Linked DNA regions of Mus musculus: region 1 is linked to region 2. Evidence: chromatin contacts called from public Hi-C data. All regions are on one chromosome and are shown on one strand. The core of a region is the stretch at or near the end of the contact, and the rest is flanking DNA. Distances in the headings are between cores, read along the strand shown. Region 1 overlaps Slc24a3 (solute carrier family 24 (sodium/potassium/calcium exchanger), member 3). Region 2 overlaps Slc24a3 (solute carrier family 24 (sodium/potassium/calcium exchanger), member 3).

The links. Hi-C and Micro-C count contacts between places; a contact is called where the count stands out from the background.
Region 1: a contact with region 2 is called in a Hi-C map of cerebral cortex, with 2.5 times the contacts expected there. The contact joins two enhancer-like sites. A contact is called at or near these places in 6 of 484 Hi-C or Micro-C datasets (adipose-derived mesenchymal stem cells, brown adipocytes, cerebellar granule neurons and 3 more).

The regions. Positions count from the first base shown.
Region 1 is chr2:145,515,545-145,521,638 of GRCm38.p6, reverse strand. Slc24a3 (solute carrier family 24 (sodium/potassium/calcium exchanger), member 3) reads right to left here. Exons shown (of 17, transcript NM_001356497.1): 5 at 3,153-3,237; 6 at 2,692-2,795. Among named protein-coding and RNA genes, the nearest start is that of Gm14092, 36 kb to the left of the region's middle. Within about 2 kb of position 4,073, at least 60 of the 459 cell types and tissues checked have an H3K27ac peak or open chromatin away from gene starts, as enhancers often do. A contact at or near this core is called in cerebral cortex, where this site is marked.
Region 2 is chr2:145,381,701-145,387,254 of GRCm38.p6, reverse strand. All of the region lies in intron 2 of Slc24a3 (solute carrier family 24 (sodium/potassium/calcium exchanger), member 3), which reads right to left. Among named protein-coding and RNA genes, the nearest start is that of Gm52528, 23 kb to the right of the region's middle. Within about 2 kb of position 3,649, at least 28 of the 459 cell types and tissues checked have an H3K27ac peak or open chromatin away from gene starts, as enhancers often do. A contact at or near this core is called in cerebral cortex, where this site is marked.

The DNA.
Region 1 (6,094 bases), core at 2,824-5,323, 130 kb before region 2:
TTAGATGGGTGTCAGACTTCCTCATGTCCTTTATGCTGAAATGCATTAGAGAGAGGCCCATGGGTGCGTGCTGCAAATTCTCCCAGCCAAGACAAAGAGCAGAACAGCATAAATAATAATGCCAAGTGAGACCTGTGATTAGATTTATTAATCATTCAATTCCCCAGTTTTGCCCTTTGTCGTGACATTCCATGGCACCAGCTCTGCTGTCTGGGAATATGAGGTTGGACAACTCCCACTTCTTCTGATAACTTTTTCTACCACTTAAGAGACTACCTAGGACTAAGCACTAGTCCTCTGATGTCATTATGGTAGCCCATCATTTGTTTTCATTTAGAAGACCTTCTGCCTGCCCTCTCTGCTCCCCCATCCTTTCTCTGATGGGAGCTATAGACACCTCCATCAATCATTCCATCAACTCAGTGGCCAAACCTGCCAGGGTGATGTAGGGTGGAATCCGGTAGTGAGGACCTCGGCATGAATATCCCAAGAGTTGATAAAAGTGTCTGACTTGTTTTGACTTCCCTTACAGACCAAGTACTATTATTAGTGTTAAACATGTTAGGCTTCATCACCATGGCAACACTCTGAAGTACATGTGCTTATACCCACTCTATAGATGAGAAGGATCAGGCTTTAGTAGCTAAAATAAATTCTTCAAAATCCCCCAGCTAGCAAACAGCAAAGCAAGAATGCAATCCCAGTTCAATCTGATTCTTTGGCCCATGTTCCTCCTCCAATACAATAGTCTGTGCCTTCTGCAAAGATGTGAGGCAACCTACAAAAGCGGCAAGTGGATGGCTTTGGAAATCGCCAAGTAGGCACAGGATTAAAAGAAGAAGAAGAGAAAAAGAAAATAAAGAAAAAGAAGGGAAGCTATAGCTAGGATCACGCCAGTGGCTATTCCCAGTAGAAGCTCTGCTTGTCACCTTTCTTTAGTGGGGCTGTGAGACCAGCCAGCAAAGTCCTGGAGAAGGGGTAGGAAGATGGATGCCAACAACCTGTGCAGCATCCATGGTATCCTAGCCAAGCTTGTGATGAGTGGTGCTACTGATGAATTACACGGCTCGAACACACTGCATTTCATTTCATAAGTAATTAGCTGTGTGGCCCTGAGTAGACATCACCCAGCCATTTGTTTCATTTCTTTACATTATCTCTTTGCCTCTGGGCTTGCTTCAGAATCAAGCTGCAGGTACAAATGACTAATGAACTAATGACAACACTAATAACGGCCCAGCTAATAATCATACTGCTAATGGTGACAATGCTAATTAAGAAAGTGCTAGCAGCAACAGCATCTGCTGGTGTGACTATTATTCGTCTCTGGAAGGCAACGATGAGCTGGTCAGGCAGGATAGAGCCAGGCGAGGGCAATGGCAGTAAAGGCAGGCACGTGGCTCATTCTTTTGGCACTAACTACCTATGTAGGAGAAGTCAGGAACACTACAGTGTAGACCCAGTCACCTTAACACTATGGGTCCTGGGGAAAGCAGAAAATATTTAGCCTAGTGAGTGAGCCAGACCTCAGTCATCATGAGCAAATCCAGGACTCTCTTATCAGAGCTAGCCTGTCCACCGGGGAGCCCTGGAGCTGGTGCTCGGTAAGATCCAGGTGTCCTTCTGCCTGTTGCTCGGAAGGAACAAACGCAGCAGGCAGAGAGGGTAGATCAGTCGGCATGTGAATGGGGACAGTTACAATGGGCCATGGAGACCAGCAATGAATTTTATGGGAACTCTTGAGTATACATTCAAGAGACTGACCTCATGGCATGCCCAGCAGCTTCTGAGAGACACACAGGCCTGACACACTTGAGAGAAAAGCTCACCAGGATTGGACTTTACACCAAGCAGACACTTTCCCCAGGGCACAAAACAGACCACACTGAGGTTCCTGATCAGGTGAAGCGGATTTCGGCTCCCTCAGTATTTTAAATAGAGTCACAGCTAGAATAGTAGAAATAGGTTTTTCTAGAAGATACTGAGTCTTGGGTGTTTTGTCAGAGAACTGAGGATCTCATATCTAGTGACTACTTCTCTGAGGAAACTAGGCTCTGAGAGCCACAGGGAAGCTGTATGTCCCACTCTAACCTTGGCTTCAGGCTCTAACCTTGGCTGCCCAATAGTCTCACACTCTGGCGACTTCTGAACAAATCCCTGAGACTATTAGAGAGATAACAGCATTCAGAAAGGACAGTGGCTCTGCCAGGATGCTCCCTGGCATTAGAATGGACTCCTGAGGTTGACTTGGGTATTCAAGGCTCCTCTAGACTACAAAAGCTCTAGCCTGCAGGAAGAAAGGCAACACCCTGAACTGTGACAACGATGAATTCTTTAAGTAGAAAATTTTTTTTTCTTCTTTTCTTTTCTGCCTTTCTCATTTATCTCATTTCCTCTGAGGCACCGCACATTCTAGTGTGGATCAGTAGCTCTCAAAAGGAGGTGTGTGGGGGAGCACTTTCAAGCTCACAGTTAACATTGTTAGGCTTGCTAATTTCCTATGTGGAACTGGGGTTCAATAATCCATCAACCTGGAAACCAAGTAACAGTGGCTTCAGGATGGAGACCTCCAATCACACTGCCCAAGGCGCCAGTGTGGGTGAATTCCAACATGATGGTCCCTGCCTCGGCTCCATACTTCCATCTTCTCGATATCAAGTAGAACCATCGCAAAGGAGTTGCCAGTCCTACCTGCCCTGCAAAGAGCCCGCAGACGCCAATGATGCACAGGATGTTGAACACGGCAGAGCCCACGATGGTGCCAACTCCCACATCACCCTTTGTGATGAAGACTCCTGAAACACAAACCAACACCAATCTGGCTGTAGTGGTCCAGCTGCATCCCAAGGACATTCGAAGGACATCTCCTAGTTCTAGACTATACTGAGGATCCAGAGGAAATAGGCAAGTTTTGGAGGGAGTTTTTGAACCCAGAGGTTAGACTTTTCCTTAGTAGCAACGTCCCTGGGTCTAGGAAAAGTTCGCACACAGTTAAACCAGTGAATGGCCACAGCAGAGTGGAAGGTTCTGCTTGGGATCTATGAAGTTAATTTTTTATAAGTGGGAGACAACTCAAATTTGAGGACCTTCTTCCCTAGAACCCCTTTTTCTTATATAGGTAAGGGCTGAGACATTCTCTTAGCATCACCTACCTATGACCGACGTGAACAGCTCTGGGGCCGAGCTGCCTGCTGCCATGAATGTGGCTCCTGCCACATCTTCACTGAGGTGGAGGCGCTGCATGGGAGCAAAGACAAGACAGGTGAGATGGGATCTTTCCTTGGGAAACACATGCCTGTGGCTCCTGAGGTCCTAAGCACGGGGACTTCAGAAGGACCCAGGGGCTGGGTTCAGTCCCTCTCACTATCCCTCCACTCAGAGCCTGGCTGCTCCTGCTCTCTGCTCAGCATCCTCACTTGCAAGATCAGCAGGGACTACATGACTCTCATTAGCCAATGTCCTTACAGAAGATTTAGGAGTCTGTAACCCAAATCTATCAAGAGGATGTCTAGTTGATAACCAGGAGGGTGGAGTAGCGAGTCAAAAACATCCTGGACAGCGGCGGACAGCCATTTTCTTTCTAATGGCAGCTGTGGTCAGCTCCCTTGGTGTCTGCAGACACTGATTTTAGAAGAGATGTGTGTGATCTAGAGTTGTGTGCAAACACCATGGCTGTTATAGTGCTTTTGAATAACTTCAATCTCATAGCCGCCAATTTGCGAGAGGTTAGTAGATCCAGGGAGTAGTCACTGTCCTGAAGCACACTCCAAACCCTCGACCTTCAAACTCTGGGTAGCACGTCATGAGAGAAGACTTGAGACAGACTAGAAAATAATGCAGCCCATTTCCCCCAAATCTCAAGTCACCCTGTTGGTTAAACGGGAAGGTGGTTTTCAAGAACACAAGATGAATGTACACGAGAGGCTGGTTGGTGTGTTTAGCTTTCCGGAATTCCACCGTGGCCCAGAAAGTAAGCTGCCAGCGGTTGGGAAGCAGCCAGTTCCCTTCGGGCATCAGGGCAGAGACTTCCAGTTTCCACTGCCAGCCTTCTTTCTTTCTTTCTCAGCAGCACCAGTGGCTGCACTTCCATGCTTGGCCACACAGAGGCAGTGTGGCCTTGGAGGTGCTACAGATAGAGGCATGCTCACCGTTGAGGTTCTCATGGGGTACTGAGGAGACCCTGAGATGGTACCTCAGCACTAAAAACCTTGGCTGGTGCGGAAGCCCCAGCACTGGAATCTCAATAGATGGGGATGGCGGGAAGACAGCAAGCCAAAAATGAGCTCCCGGAATCGCCTTGAGTTGCTGTGCTTCCCTTCCAAGATCTATGGACTGGTAGTAATGGTTGCTTATGAGGCTTGGCCATATGTCCAGTTTCACTCTTGCTTCCACATCTCCTTCCTTTCCACCCTCCTTTATGCCTAATACACTCCAGCCTGGCAATACTGCACTGGCCTCTTAGAATCACTAGTCACGAGGTCCTCTTGCTTCTGCACTGCTAGCGGCTATGATGAGGGCCAGGGAGAATTTTCCTAAGCTTCATCCAGAGCGGAGAATAATTCACCACAGCTGGACACCCTGGGCTCCCCAGGAACAACAGGTCCTGTCATTCTCATTTAGATCCAGTGGCTCAGGTATTCTCTGCTTGTTCCTAAATGAGCCCTTTCCTTCAGGCCCCTTTGGTCCATCCCTCCACACAGCCCTGCATGGGTACCAGGGCGGAATCTATCACTTGATTCCTTTTCTCTGCACCAAGTCCCCACTGGCTTCATCCAACTGTCTATGAATGCAGTCAGCCTTTGAGATCAGTGGGGTTAGTCATACTCAAACCCAAGCAGTGTTCAAATTTCATATAAAATACTGCAGTGTTTGCATATAACAGATACATTTTCCCATGTTCTGTCAATCATCTCTAGATTGCTAACAATCCCTAACACAATGTAAATGCCATGTAAAAACCTGTATTGTCCAGGGCATACCAATAAGGAAGACTCTCTGTATCTGCTCCATACTGATCCAAATTAAAAAAAAAAAAAGTTGGATCTCCTAAGCATAGTGGTGCATGCTTTTAATCCCAGCACTCATTCAGAGACAGGCAGATCTGTGAATTCAAGGCCAGCTTGATCTATACAGTGAATTCCAGGACAGCCAGGGCTGCACACAGAGACCCTGTTTTGAAAAACCAAACCAAACCAACCAACCAACCAACTAAACAAACAACCCTCCACCCCCAAACCCAAAACAACCACAATAGAAAGAGTTGGATCGGTTTGATCCAAGGTTGAATGCCTGGCTGTGGAACCTATATGGAGAAGGTGGAATGTTGTGGGTTACTCAGTGGTTTCTAAGCCCACAAATGGCCAGAGCCGGGCTGTGCACTCCCTAGTTTCCTTCCCAGCCTTTGGCAAGCAGCTTAGCTGAGGAAGAGCCTAGCTCAGTGTTTACAGTACTTAGAGTGGGCAGTCTCTCTCCCCCACAGCCCAGGAGGCCCCATTACTGCTTTCATGGCTTCCTGGGTGTCCTACTCTTGACATCTGATATCCTTGTGCAAGCAAAACCTTCTGACCAACCTCAGGCTGCTATCTCATGACCAAGAACGCCGCCACGGTCCTCCCCTTGCTGAGTCTTCACTTGTTGGCTCTTTCTGAAACATCTTTCTGTCTTTGCTTTAGTGTAGCAGAGTCTGAGTCTGTCTATTTACTGTTGACAAAGGACTCTAACACCTTTGTGGGTTCCCTCATGCAACCTCATGACTGTCTAAAATTTAGTGACTCACCTGGCCTGTTGCTGCCATATTGGCTCCTTTCTCTTTTCTGCTTAACGTTTTTTTCCTGGTTTGAACTTGATCCCCCTCCAAGCTATGACTTATTGCACAATGTGGATTTCTTTCTAGAATCATTTTTCACCAAAGTCTAAACAGCATCTCCTTGAACATCTCCGTTTAGCCCAAGTTAATCTGAGAGCAAGCTCTGAGCATACACTATCACCTCTCTGTAAAGGGATTAGGGAAAGAAAAGATGGTATAGAGTCCCAGGCTAGGAAATCCTGCTAAGCTGCAAGAGGGTGGTCCTGTATCACCACCACCCTCCATCCT
Region 2 (5,554 bases), core at 2,400-4,899:
TATGAGTTCCTTTTTGATAGCTTGATGACAGGGAACTCCACAGATGGGTGAGAGGTGAACAGGACCATCTGTGTAGCCCCTCCTGTCAACAACAGGCTGCATCTATTCAAACACACCAGGCTTGCCTCTAAACTACTTGCTTTGAGGATGCATCTCAACCCAAGCATCTCTGCCTCCTGACCTGAAGTGGCACATATGCTAATTCTATGGTGGTCTGGTAGCTTTAAGGGTAACTCACTAAAATCTGGTAACAATCACCTAAAATAAATTGGAGATAGTTGGAGATAGAAGTTTGTAAAATGCAAAAATGGCTTTTGTCCGTGAGCTGAGTGATATGTAGTTCAAATAAAATACTTCAGAAAGGAGAGGTAGGTAGAGAAATATGTTTAAAGCCACACAGGGTAGCTTGGGTTCTCTCTTGGCTCTCTCCTGGTGTTTTTATGTGCATGTTCCCCCTTACTTTATTGGTGGGCAGACACTGCAAGTGGCCTGGGGAAAGAGAGGTAACTTGACAGGCGTCAGGTATATGAAGCAGGGAAGCACACACCGGAACACAGCAAGCCAGCGCACCAGGGAGCCTGGGAATACTAAAGCAAACTTGCTGAGCATGCACTACTTCTGTCCACAGGACATAGTCTTTTTGAGTACTTGGCAGCTTTTCATTCAGAATCAGAAGTCAAGGGTCTCCAGAACTTGATGAGATTTCCAAAGGACTCCAGTGGCTAACTCGATGTTCTTTGTGTCCATCAATAGTTTCTTCTCTCAATGGCCAGAAGAAGTGTGTGGGAAAGCAAATCTTTCCTTAGATAATGCTTTGTGAAAAGTCAAAACATACAGTGACCCAGAGGCCCCTCACCAGAAGGGTATCTGGTTTCTTTTGCCTGTTTCTTAGCTCTGTTTAGCCTCTCAGCTATCCCCAAGGAAATCAGAATATTGCTTCCCTCTCAATAGTATCCATTCCCCTCCCATTTCTTTCTCTCCCTTTCCCCTCCCCTCCCCCCTCTCACACACACACACCTGTGTGTGTATGCACGCACACATGCACCTGCACATATTCTCACATTTGCTACCTTCTTTCCATTTTTAAAATTTTGCCAATGATGAAGTGTGACAATTGGGACAGAAATACTTCTAGAAGCTGATAGCAAGAAAGCAGGTTTCAATGTGAACCTTTGATAAATGTCTCCCATCCCCAGGGAAATTTTAACTCTTCTCTGTACAAAGCATGCCATCTCTTCCCTAGGGCTGTTCAGATGTGAGTCTGTGGCTGTAGCAGCCCCAGCGTATATCCAGGATAAGCCCTGGGCATCTTATCTCTCACACACAATGCTTCCCAGGAGTGGGGCTGTTTTTTTTTTTTTTTTTTTTTTTTTTTTTTTTTTTTTTACTTAAGTTCCTGTGCTATAATGAGCTATGGCCTTGGACATCTCAAAAGAGCCACAGAGAGAATCTTGTCTTACAATATGTGGACAGCTTGAGACAGGCTAGAAAAACAAGCAAGGAAAGAGGAAGACTGCAAAGAAACACATCCACCTTTCACTCATTTGGGGTAGGAAGCCCATTCAAGTACTACTGTGAGATAAAACAGAAACAAATTTGATTGCTTTTTCACAGTCTAGGAACCAATGCCAGTTGTGTGACAAGAATCGTGTTGTCCACTCCCAAGACAGCTGTGCTGGAGAGAAGGAAGAAAATACCATTATAGAGAGATAGAAGCTACAAAACTAGTGGCTGAGGGATTGTCATTTATTAGCCGCTCAAAAGTCATCTCGCTGATGACCTTGAGACACTCCACACCTACATGTATTTATAGCCAACACCAAATTGTCTCTGCCACAGGGAGCTGCTACCAAACTGTTCTTTGTTGTGGCAAAGAGCAGCAGATTAAGTTCAAGTACCTGAGCTTTCCAGCTTCAGCTGCAGTTGATTTGCTCCAGCCACCTCTTCACTGTGTTACACAGCAGAGCCATAACTAGCAATAGAAATAAAGAGCTGGCTCTGCTTGTAGGTGCCAAGCATGAGGCAGAAAGCCCATCTCCCCCACTGTTGGGTAAGGTGAGGATGGCCATTTATGGTTATGTAGGATGTGCGATGAGCAAGGTCCCTAGCCTAAGAGGTGACTCAGTGCTGGGATCCTACCATAATCTCTGCTTGTCAAGAAACATTGGGTGGGGGGCAGATCATATGTATTTCATTTAAGGTTTTAGGAAACACCTTTAAAATATAGCATGTATACCAGAGAAGGCCTAAGTCATAAGTCTTAGGCTTGATTGCTTTTATCTAACTAAACGTACTCACCTATTCACCACTGGGGTAAAACATGAAATGCTAGTAGAACCTCAAGGGAGTCCCTCCAATGGGCATCTTTTAAAGAGTTTGAAACAAGACACCATTGCTTTATTATTAAGCCATTGCTCATGAGGCTGTGAGGACCATAAGGACACTTGCTTTCTTTAGGTCTGCACCTAAGCACTCTATAGAACAGCAAAGTCTAGTGAAAGTGGTCAGTCCTTGGGAATTTACCATAGGTTAAAGAATTACAACTGTGTGCTGAAGAATGTCTCAAGTGGGGAGAGACTCCTTTTTCTGTTCCCTCTGCCAGCTTCTCTTTCTTATAGAACATACCACATAATATCATGATCAGGATAGGAAAGAGAGGGCAAGAATGGGAATCACGTTGCTGAAGGGGCAGGATAGGCAGAATGTGTAACAGGCCAGAGAACATCCCATCCTATGTGAAAAGCAGTCTTGAGCCTGGGTGTTGCCAATCAGCCAAGCTGGAATGGTGGAAGGAAGTCCTGGTCTGGTAGGTGGAAGGGATCACCATCCAGGCCTCTTCAGTATCCTCATATAACTTCTTGTGGGCAGAAGGGAAGGATGTGATATGGTCAGACCCATGCTCTTTGAGACATGATGCTCTCACCTCATATCAACAATGGCCTCTCAAGATGATCTTCTCAAATAATACACTCTCTGCCTTTCTCCCCAAAGACCGTAATTTGAAGCCCATTGCTTTGTTCCTTGGGAAAAAGTTGGGAACTCTCATCGAACAATAGTTGTATAAATTACAGCTGCCATTTTTTTAAATGATATTTTTTTTTATTTTCTACCTGATGCACCTTTCCCAAAGGTTTCAAGTTAGAGGGCACCTGGGATGCCTAATGAGTAGCCACTGTTTGGCCAGGGATTGGACCTTCAGCTAGTAGAGTGGCATGTGTGGTGTCACATCAGAGAATCTACAGCAGGAAGTGTTCCTTCTTTTTGCCCCAAATGTCCAGTGTATGGTCCAGTGAACGATTGACAGATATGACTGTCCATAACGAAATTTTGTCATTTTGTCTGTCATTTTCTTTATGGACTCGTTGAATGTTCACACTTAATGACTGCAAAAGTGGCGACTTCAGTGCAAAGGGTATGGGTCTGGGCCAAGAAACTTCAGCATTCCCAGCACATGGCTCACACCGAGAATTCTATCAGACTGATTTTCATGAAAAGGTGTGTCAGGCTGGTTCACCCTGTGCGGCTGCACACCCGGAACACCTGTCCGACTGTAACTAGAGGAATATTTCTCATAGTCCAGAGCGGAGTCTCCCTGCCAGCACCGGCCGTGGCTTTCAGCCCATTCTCTCCTAGCAAAGCTGCTTAGTCCTTAAATCGCAAGGAGTTGGTTTTCAGCCAGGCAGCAGCGGGGGTGGGAGTGGGGGTGGGTGGTAGAGACAGGACTAAGCAGGGCATTCTGCCCAGTGCTAGCCAGAGTCCCATCTGCTCCAAGCAATAACTTGTTCAATATGGCAGCCTTGGTTGGAGCTTCTCTCTGTCTAAGCCCCTCTGCTGCCTGTTCCTTTCTTTCTGGTCATCAGTCACCTGATAAACTACTTAAGTCCCGATCTGATCTCTGAAGCTGTTTTCAGGGACTCCTGAACAAAACAGACAGGGTCCTTACAATGTATTTAACTCCGAGGTGCACCCCAGGAGGCACTGAGGAACTGCTATTTGACTATACGCCCCCTTCCAGGAAGTGTGCATTTCTTTTATGAGGAGAAAAGAAGAAAATGGCTCCAACGCCTGAACTCTCTAAAATATTAACAATCCTGACTAGGAGCCAGGACTGGGCTAAGCTGGTTTGCACAATGTTATGTTTTGAGTGGATCCTTAAGAAACATACTGGAGACTCAATCCCACTATAACAGTGTTAGGAGGCGTTTCTCTTCAGAAAGCTTCACTTCCTCCCTCCTCTCTCTCCCTTCCCTCTGTCTGCTTTCTTTCCTACCTCATCATCCTCTCATCCTCTCTTGCTCTTTTCAGTCATGGAAGATGCAGCAGAAGGCCCTTGCCCTTGGCCAGCCTCTTGATCTTGGATTTCCCAGTTGCTAGAACTGTGAGGGAGTACAGTTCTATTTTTTTAATAGATGCTCTGGTCTGTGGTATTCTGTTATAGCAGTGCAAAGCTGACTAACACACAGAGATTATCTCATTAATTCCTTGGCAGCTTCCTGGGAAGACTGATACAAGTAGTGCCTCCCTGTGGAAAGAGGCAACCGACTTTTGAATGTTATACTGCTATATGGTAAGGTTCACATTTGAGTCAGTCATTGGTGACCTGTACACAAGCTCAGAACTCCTGAGTGGTGGGTGAGGCCTAGTCGAACTCACTATTGCCTCAGGATTAGCAAACTATGCTGATATGAGAGCCCATAAGCACACTACCTAAGGAAACCCCAAATCACAGGGCTCTTAAGACATCTCTTCATCCCATGCACCTGAAAAAGGCTCCCCCTCACCTAAGGTCACGGGTTTATATTCATTGCCACCAAATCTCACCTTTTTAAGACATAGCTCATTTCAGGATGTCAACGTTTTGTGACCCTATTTCAGCTCTCAAACAGTTAAGTCAGAGTTAATTAGCCGTGATTTCAGCAAAATCTACATACTAGATATTGAAGTCACTAAGCTCATGGTGTTTAGTGTGGTAGTTCAGTTTTGGCCAGTGATTCAGGGACAGAAATTATATGCATGCTTTCTTGGTCTAATTTCCCTTGTCACCCGATCCCCCATTTTCTCTCTTTCCCTACCTGTTAAGCATAAGGGAATTCCTGAGGAGCCAGCAAATGGCAAGCTGAAGGTATAAGGCCCTCAGGCTTCTGAGTCACTGTGTGGATAGGCGCTTGCTGAATACTCACTGTGTGGATAGGCGCTTGCTGAATACTGTGGAGTTGTGGAAATTTGCAAGAGTGATAAGTAGACTTCTCTGTTAGTAAACTACTAAAATCTATTAAATCACTTATGATTAGCATGGATCAACAAGACACTTTTTGTTTGTCCTTCCTTCTAGGTTTATGGTGTCCCTAAGGTGGGTTTTGATGGTTTTAGAGACTTGATGCTAATCATTTAGGAGATGCTGGGAACCATAGGGAACCACCAGACTCAGCAGAGGTAGCATGGGCAAATGACAGATGTGGGCTGCAGCTTACAGCAGACAGTGTGAGCTCATGCAAAGGTCTTTTGGCAAAGGCTTTCCTCCTGTCCATTTGTTCACCCGAGAATTGCTGTAAGC